Linked DNA regions of Mus musculus: regions 2 and 3 are each linked to region 1. A link is a contact called in public Hi-C and HiChIP or PLAC-seq data. All regions are on one chromosome and are shown on one strand. The core of a region is the stretch at or near the end of the contact, and the rest is flanking DNA. Distances in the headings are between cores, read along the strand shown. Region 1 holds the start of Pde3b (phosphodiesterase 3B, cGMP-inhibited). Region 2 overlaps 4933406I18Rik (RIKEN cDNA 4933406I18 gene). Region 3 overlaps Pde3b (phosphodiesterase 3B, cGMP-inhibited).

Evidence for each region. A called contact is a pair of places that touch in the nucleus more often than the background predicts. HiChIP or PLAC-seq counts read pairs in DNA pulled down with a chosen protein or histone mark.
Region 2: a Hi-C map of liver shows a contact between it and region 1, with 3 times the contacts expected there. The contact joins the enhancer-like site here to the promoter of Pde3b in region 1. A contact is called at or near these places in 9 of 484 Hi-C or Micro-C datasets (B cells, beige adipocytes, brown adipocytes and 3 more), 7 of 115 datasets of contacts at active chromatin or transcription factors (the SCID.adh cell line, embryonic stem cells, liver and 3 more) and 3 of 9 other capture datasets (adipose tissue, liver and pancreatic islet).
Region 3: a contact with region 1 is called in an H3K27ac HiChIP or PLAC-seq map of the HPC-7 cell line, with 4 times the contacts expected there. The contact joins the enhancer-like site here to the promoter of Pde3b in region 1. A contact is called at or near these places in 9 of 484 Hi-C or Micro-C datasets (Th1 cells, Th2 cells, brown adipocytes and 6 more), 5 of 115 datasets of contacts at active chromatin or transcription factors (the HPC-7 cell line, the SCID.adh cell line, bone marrow-derived macrophages and 2 more) and 1 of 9 other capture datasets (adipose tissue).

Annotation. Positions count from the first base shown.
Region 1 is chr7:114,413,331-114,417,806 of GRCm38.p6, reverse strand. It overlaps Pde3b (phosphodiesterase 3B, cGMP-inhibited), which reads right to left and starts at 2,553. Exons shown (of 16, transcript NM_011055.2): 1 at 1,345-2,553. The coding sequence starts at 2,256. 4933406I18Rik (RIKEN cDNA 4933406I18 gene) reads left to right here and starts at 2,646. Exons shown (of 4, transcript NR_029437.1): 1 at 2,646-2,944.
Region 2 is chr7:114,360,556-114,365,031 of GRCm38.p6, reverse strand. The region is part of intron 1 of 4933406I18Rik (RIKEN cDNA 4933406I18 gene); the gene reads left to right. Among named protein-coding and RNA genes, the nearest start is that of 4933406I18Rik, 52 kb to the left of the region's middle. Within about 2 kb of position 2,656, at least 8 of the 459 cell types and tissues checked have an H3K27ac peak or open chromatin away from gene starts, as enhancers often do. A contact at or near this core is called in liver, where this site is marked.
Region 3 is chr7:114,451,228-114,455,703 of GRCm38.p6, reverse strand. All of the region lies in intron 1 of Pde3b (phosphodiesterase 3B, cGMP-inhibited), which reads right to left. Among named protein-coding and RNA genes, the nearest start is that of Pde3b, 38 kb to the right of the region's middle. Within about 2 kb of position 2,278, at least 99 of the 459 cell types and tissues checked have an H3K27ac peak or open chromatin away from gene starts, as enhancers often do. A contact at or near this core is called in the HPC-7 cell line, Th1 cells, adipose tissue and 5 more, where this site is marked.

The DNA.
Region 1 (4,476 bases), core at 1,304-3,803:
CACTGTCTCAAAACAGAAAAGGAAACAGCAGGAAAATGTTGCTTGTGCTATATACAGATCCGTGTTTAGTAGGCCATAAAAATCAATGTAGCGACTCACAGATTATTTTGAAGGGAACACAAGAGATGAGAGACCAGTGCCTCAAAAGTGTTAAGGACAAGAAACTTTTGTTTCCTGTCTTCTGGGTCACAGTATGAAAAAATATCTCTAATCAGCAAAATCTTACTCCTAAGGATATACAGTCCTCCATAAAGTTCCTACAGTTACCCTCTAAGTTGCAGAGAACACACCTCTGAGAACTGACAAATCTAATCAGACCCTAACACTAACACTTTTTTAGCCCTAGTTCTTCTGTCTGCCTGAACACATGTCTGTCTAATCCAATGTTAATGTTACCCAACCAAACACAGTTCTTGGAAAGATCTGACACAATAAATGTAAAGGGTTTGCCCTCGGTAAATGCTCAATAGAGCAGCTATACTTAAAGGATCTCTTGGTAGTATAGACCAGGTGGATCTCCCAACGCAATACAAATACAAGTTCATCCCCTCGTGATGATTTCAAATGCCTTTAAAAACAAAATATGAAAGCCTATGGGGGTTGGGGGAGGAAATGTTTTGGCCATCTTTCCACACATTACTAAGTTTAAAGGTTAAATTGCTAAAACTTTCTCCTAATTATGCAAGAAATACAAAGCCCAAATAACAAAGCCCATGAGTTAGTCTGTAGTCTGTAAAAAACAGTTTTAATTGTATTAGTATAGACTGCTGTCTATTAATCTAAACCAAGTCTAAATTCCAAGGCTCATTTCTGTTCTTTGAACTATGAAAACACTCATTTGTCCTCCCACATCACCACTTGCAATGAGCCCGAACTGTCAAAAAAAAATCTGCATACACACTTTTATTCTAAAGGCAGCTTGTCAACTCCGGGCAAGCATCCTCATGTTAATAGCAAACGGATAAACTGTACCCAAATGCTATATGTAGGAGCTTAGTGTGTCCAAAGTGGAAGCAGTGAAATCTACTAAACCTCAAGTCGGTCACCTCATTCTTGAAAACTCTCCTCCTATGTAGAAGCTAAGTCAGAGAGTGAATGATTTCATTCTCACTCACTGGGAAAAAGCCACTCACTGGCTTCTGCGTTTTTTGACGAGCCCCTCATACTGGGGCAGCCTTTCCAGCGCAGACCACAGGTTGCTGCCCCTTGCTTTCCTCTGAGCGAGCCCACGCGCTTTCGCAGCTGCGCTCCTGCGCCGGGGACACGCAAGCGGTCCACCCGCGCTCCGCTTTCTCCTCCACCCCGCGCTCCTCTTCCCAGACCATGCCCGCCCAAGAACCCTACCTGTTCTCGGGAAATACAAGGCAACGACGGTCTCCTGAACATCTTGCCACTGCCATAGTAACCGGCTGCGCTTTCTCCCAGCGACACGCAGCTGGACCTCCTCCGGGGTCTGATCACAGGCACTTTTTCCTCCGCGGTACTCGCCGAGCGCGGCGGAGGGGAGGCTCCCCGGACGTGAAAGAAGTGGTCCAAGCCCAGGGCTAGCAGGCATCCCGCGCCCCCGACCAGGCACGACAGCAGAGGCCTGAGCGCGGGCGGCAGAGCCCCGAGGCCGGAGAAGGACACCCACCACACCAGGCCGGCGAAGAGCAGCACCAGGACGCCGTGCCGCAGCCTCACGCGGGGCGCGAGCGTCAGCAGCCCCACGCAGCTCAGCACCAGGCAGAGCCGGCCCGCCGCCGCCGGCTCCCCACGCAGCCACGACCACCACTGCCACGCCGCGAAGTCGCCCAGGTAGCAGCAGGCGGGCAGCGCCAGCAGCCACCAGGAGCCGGCGCCGCGGCCCGGGCCGCGCTGCGCGCGCGTCAGGAAACAGGTGAGGAAGAAGAAGGCACAGGCGATGCTGAAGAGCGGGCTGAGGCTGAGCGAGCAGGCGCTCAGCAGCGTCCGGAGCCCGGCTGCCGCGGCCGCCCAGCGCTCGGGCCTCGCGCCCAGCAGCGCGGCCAGGACAAAGGCGGCCAGGACGCCGAGCGAGAGGCGTGCCCCGGCGCGGAGCGAGGCCGCCGGCGGCTCCACGTTGCAGAAGCGGCAGAGGTGGAAGAAGAAGCTGCGCGGAGGGTCCTGCCGCAGCGGGCTCACGCAGCTCTTCACGTAGCCGTTGCGCAGGCTCTCGGGGGGCGAGGCGGCCGAGGCTGGCGGCGGCGGCGGGGACCTCATGGCTGGCGCGTCCCGCTCGCGCTCGTCTTTCCTCATGGCCCCGGGCCGCCGGGGGGCCGCTGGCGCTTGCCGACCCCGCGCCGCCCTCCGCGTTCTGGGCGCCCCGAGCTTCGCAGAGCGGTCACGGCTGCGCCCGCCGCCGCCACCGGCCGGGATCCCCGGCGCGCGGGCTGAGGGGCGGCGGCGTCCGCCTCATGCCGGCCACTGAGAGCGGCGAGAAGGGCTTCTTGGTGTCCCGGGACCGCCGCGGACGCCTCTTCCCTTTTCCCTCAAGCGCGGCTCGGGACGGGAGACGGCGGCGTCGCCTCCCAGCTCCCGCGCGCTGCAACAGTTACCTCACGGCCGCAGCCTGGTCCGTTGGGCGCGCGATCGGGCGCTCCTCCCCCGCGGCTGCCCCTGCCGGGCGCGCGCCCCGCCGGCGGCCCCGCGCGCTCCCGTAGCTCGGCCGGTCGCCACTGGGGCGGCCGCGGCCCGCGTCAGGATGCGCATCCGGGACCCCGCGGGGGAGCGCGCGCCCACGGCCCGGCTGGTCGCTCCAGTGAGACAGCCGTCGCGTCAGGCTGCCAGACTTGGACCCCTCGGGGAGCGCGCGCGGGCCACCGAGAGCTCCACTGCTGAAGTCGGAACCCCTACCCCCCGGACTGCCACAGAGCGGCGAGCTCTTTGGCAGATGGGAGGGACTGATCACAGTCCTGAGACGCCCCGAAGCACAGTCCCCTTTGAGGTAAGTCACATACAAGACCCACTCAGGTCACTGCGAGGTCTTGGGGAGACATGGACCCCAAGGGCAGTGCCTAGTGAGGTGAGAGCTCATGGTGTGCCCTCAGACTGTGAATGGAGACATGAAGCTGGAGGCTCAGCCAACACTGAGGCCAGACCAGAATGAAGAAACTCAACACTGTCAGTCACATCTGGCTTCCAGGGCAAGGGAGATTTGGGGCCCAGCAGCAGGCCTTGAATCCCTTCAGGGGCTCAAGGGAGGAGGACCCCTGGAGAGTGCACTCTGATAGCGAGCACGTCTTGCTGAAGAACCCTTTTCAGTGAGGCTAAGAACTAATATCCAGTCCTGTGATTAGCATCCTTGCCAGACATGCACTGTTTCACATAGACCTGCTGTCCCAAAGGTTCTTTCCAAGTGAGAGACTTGTTCTGTGCAACGGTGTGTTTTGTGGGGTGTGTTCTTTGGGGAAAGGAGGGAAGGGAGTCCCACAGTCCTAATACCACTATCAACTTGAATGGGGTTGGCCTTGAAAGAAGCCAATTATGTTTTCTGTGAAAGACCTGTGAAACTGGTACACTAGGAAAGACAAAAGTAGAAGTGATATTAGCAAAGACAGACGTAAAGGTTGGAGAAAAGAACTTTGCTGAATGAAAGGGATTGCCCTGGAATCCAACCAGTCATAACTGCCTTAGAAAGTGTAAACTGTTTCCCTCCACTGAAACTCCCTTCAACCTCATGACAGGCCTGCTTTTCTTAAAAAGCTAATTCCACATTTTTCCAGGGAGATGAGAAACCTTACTGTGTGGTAAATCCCACAAACAGACCTATTTTTCACCAATTAATCTAAGCCCATAGCCATGACCTAAAGCAGACCATTTTCATATATAGTCATAATTCACACACATAATAGAAATCACTGAAGAATTAACACAAGAATTTGACAAATGTGGGAAAAGACCAGAATTTCCTTGGCTTTTTTATGTGTTAGATAAAGAAAAAATATTTAATGGAGTGTTCAAATGGTTACCCAAATGTCCTAAATGATAAAAATTCACTGAATCTTTTTTTCCACTAGACATGAAAAGAGGAAACTCATTTTAGCTAAACTCAACAAGTATCTTTTAAATCCTGTACATAAAATCATCACAGACCACACACCCCCCAAACACACACACAGAATCAATTGAAGACTAAATAGGAAACTTGACCTACATATTTTGAGTTCATATAGAAGGGCATGACAAAACAAGCATCACCATTACTAAAATACCATTTTAGGTCATTGTTTTAAAATAAAAACTTATAAAACAAGTTAAAGTTATTGTATTGTTATTTTTAAATCTGAGCTTGTCATCTGAGATAAAATAGACATGTTAATGAAAAGATTAGTGGGCTAGACTATTAGTGGTTTTAAAAAGCTACAGTGTCTGTATGCCAAAACCATAGAGGTATCTTTAGGATTCATTTTTCAAATTGATACAAGCAACTTTTGAATTATTTGTGCACCCCCACAAAGTAACCAAAATTTCATTGTT
Region 2 (4,476 bases), core at 1,407-3,906, 53 kb after region 1:
GAAAATTAAAAGGAATTATATAAGGTGATAGGACACATGCATGCCTAGTCCTCGTTAAGATGACTCATTAAGGCATCATTATTCTTCTATGCTCTGACTTGAGAGGACTCAGTGTTTCTGTCCTCTGCATTAGCTTAGTGGTCAAATTTTAAATTATTTTGATAACTCTCAGGGAACTGCCAGGTCTCATAAAATTTTCCCAGTAATTGTCACAGGGAGAGCTATGAAAAAAAAACCCGAGGTCTCTAAGAAGAAATCCACATTGGCTAATCTTTTTCTTTTCTTTTCTTTTTAATTTATTTATTTATTAGGTATTTCTTCATTTACATTTCCAATGCTATCCCAAAGTCCCCCATACCCTCCCACACCCACTCCCCTACCCACGCACTCCCACTTCTTGGCACATTGGCTAATTTTAAGAGAGCCAAAAAAAGGGATTGTTGGTCAGGATCTAAACATGGTTTCTTTCGTTAATGTGTGTGTGTATGTATGCTCCCTAGTGCCCACTCATATCAATATGCCATCTCATAACTAGACATATGACCTCAAACCTTGGGAAATTGCTCTACTACTCTGTTGCCAGTACTTCTTTCATTACAGAGCTTTCCAGAACAGAATCAACAGATTGGATTTATTCTACCAGTGAGTCAGTTGCTTATTAGCACTTTTGACATCCAGATGGTCTGAGACAAAGGCAAAAAAAAAAAAAAAAAAGAAAGAAAGAAAGAAAACGAAGGGTAACTCCCAAGTGTAGCTAGTGCAAACTCTTTTGCTGAGCAACTCTAATCTACTGGGCTGTGTTCCAGGGCCTGGGTTTCTTTCATAACAGCACTCTGGCCTTTTCTATAACATTTGTAAGTCAATTCACCTGAGAGGCCAAGAGTTAAACTGGCTGAACAGTCTGAACTGCAAAAGTTGGAAGAGAATCCAAATGGACCAATAGCCTGGCTCTATTTCATGAATAAACAGAGGCATTCAAGTTTGGGACCCTGTAAAGTTAAGTCAATATTAGTTATAGAGGAAATCCTGCTTGTTCTTTCTGTTGTAGTTGATTTTCTAAAAAGGCTAAAGAAGAGGTTTTTTGTGTGTTACAATTCTAAAAACACTCTTTAGAACATGAATACACAATATTTGCAACCTCAAGGATTAAGGATTGTAACTCAGTGGTAAAATATCTGCATAGAATGTACATGGATCTATCAATCCCTGTCATCTAAATTTTGTAAAGGTGTGTGCCCAATATCATTCAAGTATAAATTTTAAAATACTATTATTTTTTAAAACAGGACTGGAGAGGTGGGTCAGTGCTTAAGAGCACTGGCTGCTCTTCCAGAAGACCTGGGTTCGATTTCCAGCAACAACATGGCAGCTCACAACTGTCTGTAACCAGACATACATGCAAGCAAAACATCAATGAACATAAAATAAAAATAAATTATTAAAAAAACAGAAAATACTAACCTAGAATCTGATTCCATATAGTTACCTTATTATGATTATTAAAGATGAGTAAGTGATTCTATTAAATCCCTTAAGTTCTATGTATATGGCATAAGTTTCCTCTGGTAGTCATTGCCTAACAGGATCTGAAAAATCCAATGCTTAGAAGTATAGGATCATAAGACAGTGATTCCATCTGTCAGAATTGCACTATCCTATTTTATTTGTTGGATTTCACAGTTATCTCTCTTGTGGTATCATCCCTACATGCCCAAGAGAAAAAATATTACATAAAACATTTTTAAAACATAAATTTAATAGAGTTTTGTTTCAGGATTTTACTGTTTGCTTGTTTGTTGTTCTCTGTATAATTGCCTTTGGCTCAAGAGTGAGGTGGCTCAAATCTCAGGCAAGAATTAGTTCTCTCTTCTGCTGTATTCTTCTAACAATTTATATGAATTTATATGACAATATATTTTAACATCATATTTTTGCTTATTTAAAATATTTCTCCCCAGTTTAAATACACAGGTTTGCCATATTCATCTCTTTACAGGATTTCTAATGTAGAGCTTAATATAGGGAAGACTCAATAAATATTAGTTGAATTAATTAATAAGTAATTGCCTTAGAAGCAGAAACATGCCTATATAGCAAAAATACTAATCAGAGAATTATTATTCTAGTAATTTAAAAGTTACTTTGTAACATCCTGTGTTCTAGACTCAAATCCAAAAAAAAAAAAAATTGACTTTGAAGTCATTCATAAAGTTGACCAAATGTCACTGTTGCTTATTACATAGTAGACTGTAGCAAATAGTTTCTCAATCTGTGAATCAACAGTCTGTAATCAAAAAATTAAAAAATAAAAAAACAAAAGGACAGAGGACCATGCAAGAAATAGGAAATAGAAGAATGTTAGCAGAAAGCTATCCTCAATTTGGAAAAGTAGCTTTCTTAAATACTATTTCTGTGTTTCAATGTATAAATAGCTATTCACTTATGATTCAAGATTTAGACAATTCCATAAAGTATTCCCAGAAATATACACTGCCAGGTATAAAACATACAGGTTTCAATGGTCAAGAAAAAGTGTGTTACATTTGAATAACTATTGAGAGACTAAAATAGCTGACGCATTTTGAAGTGACCATTGGTAATAAGCTTCAGTAGTTCTGGAAGAGGCAATAAAAATAGCAGAGCAATTTGACAAGCTACTGTGGTTCAAATAGATGTTAGAGGTAGCCAAAGTTCAGAAATTATGTCAGTGAAGTTGAATTCCATTAAGTCAATCAGTAACTAAGGAAATAGTTAAATGAGATACAATCTCAAACTAGAAAAACAGGAAAAATTAAAGTAGTAAGAAGAATAATCATATTTCTGGATAGTCCCATGCTATCAGACAGTATAATCTGATGGCTGGAAGATAAGGCAGGCATATGTCAAAAATGGAAAAGAAAGACATGGGCTAGGGCGTGAGTAATAACATAATAAGCAATGAAATGGGCATCCGTCTGAGAAGCAGATGACGTCCTCATAGATAAAATGACCTAAAAACAGCCAGAACATAGTTCCTTTGCTGCAAGCATAATCTGCCCAGTGTTGCATTGCTAATAAGATGCAAAGTGGATTTCCAAGACCAGGTTGCATCAAAGCCGATGTTTTCTGCATGTACTACTTTCTGCCAAATGAAGATAATTGAAGGTACATACCAAGCTGTCATTTAGCTCTTTACTTAAAAGATAACTTCCATGCCCATCACATTCTGCATATCCCTCTTTGCTCTGGCCTCTGCATTACTCTACCATGTTCACAAAGCCCTCCTAGGAAAAGAGGAGGACATGGTCTCCTACATAGCCACAATGTCCTTTACTCTGAACCTAACTTCAGGGGAATTAATGAGAGGAATAGAAAAGCCACAATATTTGTAATAAAATGTGTTTATTACAATGAAAGAGATATATAAAGGGTACTTCAAGCATAAGCCAGTCATAGTAGTAAACATGGTATGCTCATAAGGAATTATTTAAAAGAGTTTAGTAAGAGATTAATTCACATAGTTGTACACAGTTGGAGATTCTGAAGGGTCTCTGATCCCTGTAGGCCTGAAGAAATTATTACCAAAATCCAGAAATAAATCTATAGAAGAGGGTTACCTGTTAGTAATTCAGATTTAATAGATTAATGAAGGCCTTGCCAAGACACTTAATATAATGATAGTAATATTTTCTCCTGCCAAGAGAAGTTGGAAAAATATTACTATCATTAACACTCTTTATTGTCCTCCTAGCTTCTTCCAGGGCTTCTGGTTTTTAAGACCAGCAGAAAACAAACACCAAAACCTGATTAATATTGTGCAAAAAAGTCTGCCTCTGAGGGCACAGGGCAAGCAGAAAATTATGAGAAGGGCATGCCACATTAAGCTCAGCACAGAGAGCAAACAAACTGAGGATGTCAAAGGCTCTTTAGAGGAAATAGTGCCTTAGACACAGAAGGTAACTAGGAAGTTAACAAGTAAAGAAGTAATGACATTCCAGGCAAAGAGATAGCATATGCAGAAGCCCACAGAAATAAGAACATGTATCGTCTGTTTACACAAGCAATATGTAGTGCTTTGGATGGGAACTGCTCCCCATGGGCTCAGTTATCTGAACACTTACTTGCCAGTGGTGGTGCTGACTGGAGGCTGTGGAACCTGTGGTAGGTAGAACCTTGCTGGAGGAAGTATGTTGCCTGGGCAGGCTTTGAGAGTTTATAGTCTCATTGTACTTCCTGTTTGCTCTCTTGATTCCCACATGCCAATGAAAATGTCATCAGCCAGCTTCCTGCTTCTCCCATCAATCAAGCCTGTTGCTTGCTGCAGTGCCTTCCCACCATGGTGAACTCGTATCACTCTAGAACCACAAGCCAAGTTAACTTCTTCTTAATAAATTGTCTTGGTCATGTATTTCCCCATAGAAACAGAAAAGTAACTAACACACAATTGGGAGAAGCACATGCTACTTGAAGAAATGATCTTGAAGCGTAGTTAAATTG
Region 3 (4,476 bases), core at 1,029-3,528, 38 kb before region 1:
AAAAACTAAATGTTTAAAGTAGGGGGAAAAAAGTATCAAGAAAGACCAGGTAGAAAATGGATTCCCAATAAAATGAAATTTGGGGGCAACAGAAGTCTGAAAGGCCAAAGAGAAACAGCACCAGCACCCCTGTCATTTGAACAATGGCCAGTTACTTGTTTTGGGTTTTTTGGGGGTTGGGTTGGGTTGGGTTGGGTTAGGTTCGGTTAGGTTGGTTCGTTTGGTTTGGTTTGGTTTTTTTGGCACTGTTAATCACTGAGCCTGGATTTTCCTCTGAATTCCACAGAGCATGCACTACATAACAATCGGTCATAAAAATACCTGTCTCCTACACACAACACAAGACAAGTTACCACCAGAAACAAATCACATCAGGGGCTGAACAATCTCAGGAGTGGGTAACACATTTTGCAGAGTTCTGCCAAACAAAGAAATTGAATAGGCTGTGGGTAAGCAAATGAGGGAGAATTAAGGAATGAAGTATTTTAAATATTAATATCTCAGTCACAGTACTGTAAATTCTTTAAAAAAAAAAACACACTTCAACAGTTAGTAACACACTAGGGAATTTTATCTCCAAAGAGATTAGTGTACTGGCAAATTACTCAGGTGACAAGGGGAGCTGTGAACAGCAGGCAGTGAACACCCTAGCCTCACAGAGCCCAAGGTGACACTGGCCTTTAACAGATCACTCCTTTGCCAGGGGTCCAGCAAGAACTTGCAGCACAATCTCCCTGGGTCATCTGCATTGCCTCGGACATTCATTATACTGTCATCAAAAAAAAACAGACCTTTCAAAAGTGTCACAGTAGAAATACTTTCATTAAGTTATGAGTAAATAATTTTCAGAAAAAGTATAAAATATGTTTATCCTATCATTATTATAAAATAACTTCATAACACAATCAACCACAGATACTTTGGTCAATTATCTGAAATGAAGGAGTTTAAGTTTATAACTTAAAATTGTTTGTTTGTTTTTTGTTTGTTTGTTTGTTTGTTTGTTGTTTTTCGAGACAGGGTTTCTCTGTGTAGCCCTGGCTGTCCTGGAACTCACTTTGTAGACCAGGCTGGCCTCGAACTCAGAAATCTGCCTGCCTCTGCCTCCCGAGTGCTGGGATTAAAGGCGTGCGCCACCACGCCTGGCTATAACTTAAAATTTTAATTCTGATAGTAAAATAACAAAGACTTAAACCCATGAACTCTATTTGCAACTTAAGCATTTTACTAACAAGAACTTTAATTACATATTCTAATGCTTACTAATATACAAATTACAATTTTCTGTAGTAGGTAGAGCACCCATAGATACAGCATTAACACTCATTAATGAAGCCTGTGAGCATGTTCTTTAGCATTGTCAAAATGAAATGTCATAAAACCAAGAGTGTTGTTTAAGAATGGTAATCTGATGGCCTACTCTGTCATCCTAGAAATGGTAAACCATATAAAAGAACAGCAAAACAAGAAACAAATGCACTCATTGTTAAGAGTACAAATACATTAAAAACTCAAATTCACAGCTATCAAAGTAAACAACAACATAAAGAAGGAATGAAACAGCTTAGCAAAATGTCTGCCTATTAGTAAATTTATTTTCATTACTATTTAATTAAATATCCCATCTAGTTTTAGAATTTGATTCTCAAAGATAATAAAGTTACAAATGATTGAATACTAAATATACACTTTTATAATAGACATAAAAGCAAAGAATTATCTGCTAAAATGATTTATCAAAGATATATACTGAAGAAGATGAGACATTGCTTTGTAAATGCAGAGCCCAATAAACAAGGTGGCTGAGAAGAAAAGCTCTACAACAATACAGACCGTTTCTCGGCCCATAGTTTCTCTGTTGAGGTTAATAACCACTCCTTTCATGTGGCTTTCATGTGGCTTTCAATATTAAAATTTTAAAAGCAGGGACCAACAAGAAGGGTCAGTTGGTAAAAATGTCAGAAGCCACCTGGAAGCTCATGGGCCATCTAGTGTGGATACACAGCAAGACAGAAACAATATCACAGAGCTTGCTTTAGAAGCAAAGTCTAAGGAGAAAACTGTGGAGGCTGTCTTCTGACTTCCACATGTACACTGTGGCACCGTATGCTTACAGGGAGCTGTGTACGGATGGGTAGGTACAGGTGTGTCACATGTACAAATCAGAAGAAAAAAATTTAAACATGTCTTCTCAAATAGCCCCATCTGCACAGTAAACGTCATTATATATTGTCTAATTACAGTTATCACTAGCACTGTCACTCAAATTTTCCCTGACAGCTATTACAACATAGAAAAGCAGAAGCTTCAGTCCTTATCATTCAAAGAAACAGGAACCACTTGCTAAGGACTCTAACAAAATGAAAGAGAGAACTATAGTACACAGAAAATGTGAAAAATAAACTAGCCTTCCTCTTCCTGCAAAAAGGTATTAGGAATCAATCTTCCAGGTAACAGATAATTGACAGACTTCACTTTAAGAGAGAAGATAGCAAGGATAGATGCATCCTAAGTTCAGAAGTACTCTAGAGAATACAAAAACAAAAAACAAAACAAAACAAAAAAGCCTCTTCACTCTAGAGAATGTACTTCCTCCTCATAAGTAACTGTTCAGTTCTCTGTCCTTCCCCAGAGCAGCTAAAGGTTTCTCAAAAGGGTCTTCTCTTCCCCCTCTTCTCTTCCCCTCGTCCCAGGGACTGTTCTCTTCCCCCTCTTCTCTTCCCCCTCGTCCCAGGGACTGTTCTGCCTGCTCTGATCTGATGTTGACGGCAACAATTTGGCTGAAACAACTTTTAAAGGACAAAAACAATCCTCACTTTGCAAAATCCTATAACAATTTACAAATCACCTCTGCATCAGCTTTTCAAAATTATCCAACCTAGTTTGTATCCTCAAAACCTCCCCCACTCACCCCACCCCCATCGAGGTTTAAGTGATCTCCTCTCCTGGGTGTCTCTCCTACTTCTCAAGTCCTCTTCCTCTGGTTTACAATGGAATTGTGGCCCAATACTTAAATCTGAGTCCCCGTTTGTGTTCTGGATATACTCTTCCTTGGCAACTTCATCTATCCACATGTTTGTTTGTTCATTTCATTTTTTTATTAGATATTTTCTTTATTTACATTTCAACTGTTATCCCCTGTCCTAGTATCCCCTCCAAAAATCCCCATCCTCTCCTCCCTCCCCCTATTCCCCAACCCACCCACTCCTGCTTCCTGGCCCAGGCATTCCCCTATACTGGGGCAGAGAGCCTTCACAGGACCAAGGGTCTCTCCTCCCATTGATGACCAACTAGGCCATCCTCTGCTACATATACAGCTAGAGCCACGAGTCCCTCCGTGTGTTTTCTTTGATTGGTGGTTTAGTCCCAGAGCGTTCTGGGGTTACTGGTTAGTTCATATTGTTGTGCTTCCTAGGGGGCTGCAAACCCCTTCAGCTCCTTGGGTACTTTCTCTAGCTCCTTCATTGGGGACCCTGTGCTCTGTCTAATGGATGACTGTGAGCACCTACTTCTGTATTAGTCAGGCACTGGCAGAGCCTCTCAGGAGACAGCTATATCAGGTTCCTGTGAGCAATCTCTTGTTGGCATATGCAATAGTGTCTGGGTTTGGTGGTTGTTTATGGGATGGATCCCCAGGTGGGGCAGTTTCTGGATGGTAATTCCTTCAGTCTCTGCTCCGAACTTTGTCTCTGTAACAACTTCCATGGGTATTTTGTTCCCCTTTTAAGAAGGATTGAAGTATCCACACTTTGGTCTTCCTTCTTCTTGAGTTTCATGTGTTTTGCAAATTGTATCTTGGGTATTCTAAGCTTCTGGGCTAATATCCACTTATCAGTGAGTGCCTATCATGTGTGTTATTTTGTGATTGGGTTACCTCACTTAGAATGATATCCTCCAGATCCATCCATTTGTCTAAGAATTTCATGAATTCTTTGTTTTTAATAGCTGAGTAGTACTCCATTGTGTAAATGTACCACATTTGCTAAATCCATTCCTCTGTTGAGGGACATCTGGGTTCTTTCCAGCTTCTGGGCATATGTATATGCAATAGGAAAGGAAATACCAATAAATTATCTCAGAAACAGCATGACCAGCAGTAGTCCACAACTATAAAACAAAAACCTTTTGTTAGCTACAACTGCATCTCTCAGCATGAGCATCATGAAAGATTACCTGAAAAGACCAGAGAATACAAGTGTACTTTATGAATCTGGTGGATTATTATACAATCTCTCCTGAGAACACCTTGGTTCCCACTAAGCTAGCCTTGAGTGAAATCATTTCTTTGACCTTTTTTATCACTGCCCAATCAGGTATTAAAATATATATATAGTCACAAGATCCCAGGAAATGTAACACAAAAAGTATGTTCTCTTACATACGCTACAGGTTTCAGCTTCAGAGAAGAATCAATATTATTAACACATATCAAATTTACATTCTATGGTGGTTTGAATAAGAATGGTTCCCATATTT